2 separate regions of the Gossypium raimondii genome follow, and region 2 is linked to region 1. Evidence: chromatin contacts called from public Hi-C data. All regions are on one chromosome and are shown on one strand. The core of a region is the stretch at or near the end of the contact, and the rest is flanking DNA. Distances in the headings are between cores, read along the strand shown.

The links. A called contact is a pair of places that touch in the nucleus more often than the background predicts.
Region 2: a Hi-C map of leaf shows a contact between it and region 1, with 2.8 times the contacts expected there. The contact joins the promoter of LOC105796966 here to the promoter of LOC105796958 in region 1. A contact is called at or near these places in 2 of 2 Hi-C or Micro-C datasets (both in leaf).

What each region holds. Positions count from the first base shown.
Region 1 is chr3:7,706,276-7,709,421 of ASM2569854v1, forward strand. LOC105796958 (probable receptor-like protein kinase At5g18500) reads right to left here and starts at 1,806. Exons shown (of 8, transcript XM_012626830.2): 1 at 1,650-1,806; 2 at 168-807; 3 at 1-75. The coding sequence starts at 787.
Region 2 is chr3:7,884,964-7,888,218 of ASM2569854v1, forward strand. It overlaps LOC105796966, which reads right to left and starts at 1,279. Exons shown (of 2, transcript XM_052628075.1): 1 at 216-1,279. The coding sequence starts at 993. LOC105796967 (50S ribosomal protein L3-2, mitochondrial) reads right to left here. Exons shown (of 5, transcript XM_012626840.2): 4 at 2,604-2,717; 5 at 1,934-2,363. The coding sequence ends at 2,190.

The DNA.
Region 1 (3,146 bases), core at 556-3,055:
AGACGAACTAAGTTTTTATGCCGCACGTGACCAATGGCTTCAACTTCCACCCTGAAATCCTTGTCAGCTTGTCCCCTAAAGAACAAAAAAAGAATCATTACTAGCCAACATTACAAGCTGTGGACAGCATAAAACTAACAAAAGGACTAATCTTCACTGCAACATACGGATTGTTAAGAAGCTTTTTGACGGCTACAGGAGTCCCGTTAATCAGATTGCCTCTATAAACAACTCCATATCCACCATCACCAATAATATTATCCTTTGAAAACCGGTTAGTTGCAAGGTGTAGGTCCCTGAGAGTGAACCAATGACCCCAGCCTAGGCGCGAAAATTCAGGCAGGCCAGACAAAGGTGAAGGAGCTGTCAGAGGATTTGAAGAAGGCCTGTATGTAGATACTGCCCCAGTAGCTCCCTCTTCTCCTGGTTGAGATCCTTTAACATCCTTATCTACATGATTAAAAGAACCCGACTGACCGCTATCCTCTCCATTATCTACGTTAAACAAACCCTTCTCTGAACCTTTGTCACTGAATTTCTCATTAAGGGTGTTACCATTGTTTGCAGAAGCTTGATCAACTCTTATCTCTTTAATTTCCTCTGAAACATATGGAACTTGGGTGAGAGGAAGCATCACATTCGCCCTTCTGGATTTCTTCCGAAAGCTAAGCCACAGTGATATGCTAAGGATAACTAAGAATACCACTCCTAAGCAAATTACAATAAGAACCCACAATTGCAGACCAATGTACTCTTTTGACAGAGTTTTGTTCAGATCAGAGGCCATCTTCACCTACACCAAGATGCCTGAAAACATGTTTAAGTAAAATAACTTAGAACCACAACCATCTAATAAAAAAACTGTTACATATTTTGCATTTATTCAAAATACCAATCAATTTATGACATAAAAAGAGAAACAAATGGCCAACTAAATTTCACAGTAAACAAGTGCAGAGGGTAAAGCAAATATAGAAAGATAAGGAAAACTAAAGCAGACCTTGAACCACAATCAAGTTTCCAAAAAAAGAACCCCAAAAGAGAGCCCTCAATCAGAGAGAGAAGCTTGAAGGAAAGCAAAGAGCTTTTTCTTTAAATCAAAGTCCACCGACTACCAAAAACTTATTTTTTTTTCAAATAATAAACAAACATAAAAAATCAAATAGAATAAGAATAGGCATCACATTTCCAACACACACTCTACATTTGACAAATCATCACACACACATAAAACTGAACCAGATATCATATTTCCAACAAAAAAATGATAATAATTTCAGCCATTATTTGACAGGATCAACCAAAAAATAAAAATAAAAACAAAAACTTCAAGCATTAATAAACGCAATGAAGAACAAATGAATCACAACAGACCTTGTTGAGACAGTGCTGGTAAGAGACGAAAAGGGGGAAAAAAGAAAGAAAAGAAGTTTAATTTAAGAGCTTGGATGTTTGTAAAGACTGTAGGAGGAAATCCCAGAAGAAACCATATTGAAAAGCTAGAAAAGGGGTTACAGCAATGTCAAAAAATGAAGGGATTTTTGTAGGGTTTCCATGTGAGAAGTGGGGATTTTGAGAAATGGGTATTGACCGGGGCAATGAGAAGAAGATGTGGAGTTGTCAGAGGTAGGTGATGAGGAAAGACATGCCTTACATTAAACAGTGAAATGGAAGCAGCTTACACAACACAACAACTGGAAGCTTTTTTTTTTTGTTTTTCTTTTGCTGTTTCTTCACTTTTCTTTTTTCTTTGTCACAACTCATAACACTGCATATTATTGGAAAACAATTTATAAATTGAGTCTCAGATTCTTCTTCTTGATGAATTAAAAAAATAAAAAAAATCTTACAAATTAAGAACCCAATTGTGGAAAATGATTCTTTTTATTCTTTATTGTGCTTTCTGTAAATTTTAGTTTTTCAAGGTAGTAGTTTCATTTTTTAATCATTGAAAACTTTAACTTAAAAAATGAAAATATAAACAAAACAAGTGGGTAATGGTATGGTTGAAATCAAAGGGAGAATGATCCAAAAAAGAAATGACCATAAATTTCATCCTTGATACTTATTTTAGTTTGAGATTTTAATTTTACAGTGTTTTTGAAATAAAGGTAATTTTCTTTTAATATAGATTAGTAGATCTGCATGCATAGTCAAAGAAACAGACTGGACTCCAATACCAACAGGCTTTTGATTGACATTGTCATTGTTTTTCCTTAAACACCCTTGCTTTAGTTTCAAAATATTTAAATTAATAACATACAATCCCTTTAATCTTTCTTCTAGAGAGTAGGGACCATCTTCATACTAAGATGGATGGTGTCACGTATGTATGGGCATACATGGAGAGAAGATTGAGGAATCAAAGCATAGTCCCCCACAAAACAAAAAGATAAAAAAAAGTAAAAAAAGAAAAGAAAAATAAGGTGGGTTGGAATTACAAAGATTGCAGAAGCATTCGTTCCAAGGCCAAATATCCAAAAATCATAATAATAATAGAAATAGAGAGAGGGTATAATTGCTGTAATAATGAAACCTTGGATGAATGAATGATGAACTGAGGAATGATGGATTGTTTCTGAAATACATAAATGTAAGAAACAAGGAACATCCAAATTTGGGTTTCAATAGATGTAATAACTGTGGCAGTGTTGAACTAATGAAAATGGTTTCAATCACAAAACTATTGTTTTCATCTTTCTCCCAACTCTCAACTCTTTTTTTTAATCTCAAGATTACATACATGTATTTTTATTTCTAATCCAATTCCATGTTTTATATATAAGTTGGGATCAAAAAATTATCTCCAATCCTTTCATTATTCAACAAATTAACTTTTTTAAAATTAATCATTTTTATTTCTTTCCACAATTTATCTTACTTTTAATTGATATAATAATATTCAATTTTATATATTTTATAAGATTTATTCTGATTTAAAAATTCAATTAATTTAATCTTTAATATTTAAACTTCTTTGAACTTGATCTTAGTTCTAAATTTATTGATATCAAATAGGAATCAAAATGATAGAATTTGTAACTGTCGAAGATTAAATTTGTTATTATACCAATCATAAGTAGGATAAGTAGATGAACAAAAGTAAATTTGGTAATTCATTACCGTTAGTTACTCGCATTTGAAAG
Region 2 (3,255 bases), core at 29-2,528, 180 kb after region 1:
GCTTAATGAAAAATACATACAGGGCAATAGAGAAAGCTACAATTGAATGCAAACAAAAAGCTTACTGAATACAGAAAAACAGGCTACTCTCTTCCTAAATCATCTCTACAAAGATTTGACATATGGTTCCCATGAACAGAAAGGCTAAATACCAACAAACGAAAACAAACACTTTACTGAGATTGTTGGAATCACCAATGATCAATTAGGCATACCATGAGTGCTTTGTTGACGCTGCAACTTGGGGATTGAAATGGATACATTAGCAGCAGAAACTGAATACGACCCATTGTTTCCCTTGTCGGGAATAGGAGATGGAAGGGATAAAGAGTTTGCTTTGGCGTCAGCAGCAGCAGCAATGGCAGCATCAGGTTTAGATTTGGGAATGCCTACGAGGGACGACTTATGTCTATCATTATCCTTCCGGGCCAACAAGGCGAGTCTCTCGAGAGCCTCTTTGGCTCTCTTCTTTGCCAAAGTAGCCTCTTTGACCCTCCGCTCAGCCTCCACTTTCGCAACAGCGGCAGCTTTGGTCATAGAGGCGGCAGCAATCTTAGCAGCAGCTAGAAGTGCCTTAGCCGCTTCCTTGTCAATAACCCTCGTGTTCGTCGTCTTGTTGTTGTCGTCGTCGCCGTCGAGGGTAGATCCGGGAGGATGATCGGGCGTTGACTTGGGTTTCTTAGTGGGGGTGAGATTGAAGAAAGAGAAATTAGGGTTGGAGCAAGGGGGACAGGTAAAGGAGGAAGGCGAGAGGGAAGAGGAGGAGCAAGAAAGGTGAGAAATGGAAGGGCATTTGAGGCAGATGAGGCGCTGGTGAGGGGGAGGGGACTCGTTGAAAACTTCGAGGCAAATGGGGCAGAAGAGGCCCTGGTGGTTCTTGAGGACGCAGTTGGTGCAGAGACGTCGATAGCTGGCTCTGTGGCGGAGGTTGTGGAGTAGGAAACGCTCAGGGGCGCCGCAGCCCCCGCATTCGGACAGCTGATCCCGCTTCATGCCCGGAAGGCAAAATGAAAAATCCCAAATGTGGGGGATAATATCCAACACTAAGTAAGTTCCTTGACAAGGCTAGGATGTAGGAAGAGGGAAAGTGAAGGGGTTTTGAGTGTGGGTGGTCAAAAGACTCAAAGCAGATTAGTGATTTTCATTTGGTTGTCTGCCTGTCTGTCTGTCTGTCTGTCGGAAAAGACCCAACTTAATTGTGTTGTAACAGTACACACTACAGTACATCATACAGAGAGGAAGAGGGGGGGTGGGGGGGGGGAGATTGGAAATTAGAGAGAGATGCTGCAATTGGGTACTTGGTTTGATTTTGCTTAAAGTGACTAGGATAATAATGTCTGTCTTCAGAATTTGGTAATGGAAAGAAATGCCCAATATGGGATAGAGGCCCATTAGCCTAAACAACTATAATACAATGCTTATCTACGGCCTTTTCATCAGGCATGTAAATAAGACCGGGTATGAGTTGCAGATGGATTCAACTGTGAATGAACATACGGTTATTTATTAAATGAATAAGTTTCAACAGTCTATTTATGTTCACCAACTTGTTTATTTATAAACTCGCTTATTTGAAGATAATATTTCCTATGAAAAATACTTAAATAGCATTTTCCCTTTATTTTTACATTTATATTTAGTTAGACTAAACATATCAAACACCAAATAATAAACTGAGTTTGAAGAACATAATATTAAAATTTTAAACAAACACGAATAACTTCAAAATAAACAATCAAATACATCAAAACTTTGTTCATTTGAACTCGTCTCATTTATTGATAGTATTTCATACTCCTTGAAAGTTTTCATAGCATGTAATGTTAGCCTAAATGAGTTCAAAATCTTGCATTGCTATTTAATTCAAGTTTAACATCCATTTAAAAGTATAAAAATATGTTATCAACAGTTATTATATCTAATGTCCTATAAGTTTGTACTCGCAAAAGCAAAATTTCAGGTTTCCTTTCATTTATTTAAAATAACTCCATTCCTGTTACAGAAAAATCAATGCTCAATTTGCTTCAAAAATTCATACATCAACCTTCAACTCTATAACCATTATCTCATATTACATTCCTTCCTAAAACCAAATAACTAGGACACAAACCAACTTCTTACTATTCCGCAAGTTAACTGGTCCGGAAATTAATCTGCCATCCCACAACCAACTCAAACTCCGCCCCACGTCAATCAGCTACCATAAACGGATCTACCTCTCCAAGATCAGCAACCAGAGGCCCTATATTTGTTTCATCCTCATCTTCTGCTACAAAATAAGTCGGGAATGGAAGCATTGAAACATTGGGTTTCTTGTAAACAGAATCCTTTATGAAGACAAAGTTCCCTTTAGCACCTGGGACCTGTAAACAATAACCAACTCCCTAAACAATACTGCCGATAAAAAGCTATACAAATAAAACAGATTAGATGGTTAAGAACTTCAGATGCAATGTAATTTGTTCCCATCCTTTGAAGGGGGTTAGTCCCTTATTTTTATGACCAACATCAGATTTGGAAGCTTGCAACTGTTGTGCAAAGGCTATAGCCTCCTGATTTTTTCCATTCAAAATGCTTAAGCACTTAAAATAAGAAAACCATACCTGACCCCTCACCCACATCAAATTCCTTGCAGGATCTATCTTGTATACCCACACATTTTTAACTGTTCTTGTCTTCGCACCCATGCGCCCAGGCATCTTTTTCCCTTTAAATACCTACATAACAATAATTGATTGTCAATTATGACTCAAGGGCATTCCATAAGGTAAAGACTGATGAACAAATGAATACAAGAGTTGTAATGAAGATTAGGTTGACAATGCATCAATGCCTTGACCTGGCTCCATGCAAAAGTACAGTAAAACCACAACATCAATGACTTGATAATTAGAACTGAGTAGTAATCAACTACAGAGTTTGCAAAACTATTTTTCCCCTCAATTAATTACATCAGTCAAAAACATCAGCAAAAAGTCTACACAAAAATAACTATGCAGAATAAAATCACATTATTGGATTGAATCAATCATATCAACAAGGGTAAGAAAAGAATCCTGCACGGAAAGCTGTAATAGGCCTAATGATTTTGTTTCCAACAATGAAGTTATTAGTTCAGATAAACATAACTGCTTCAGTGTTTTTGAGAAATATAATTGAAAAGCCTGCTCAAATAGTAAGAGGTGTAGGGGAAAAACAAATCTTGTTACAAGAATGAACCAATCAAATGAACATGACTGGATGAAGTGTCCACAA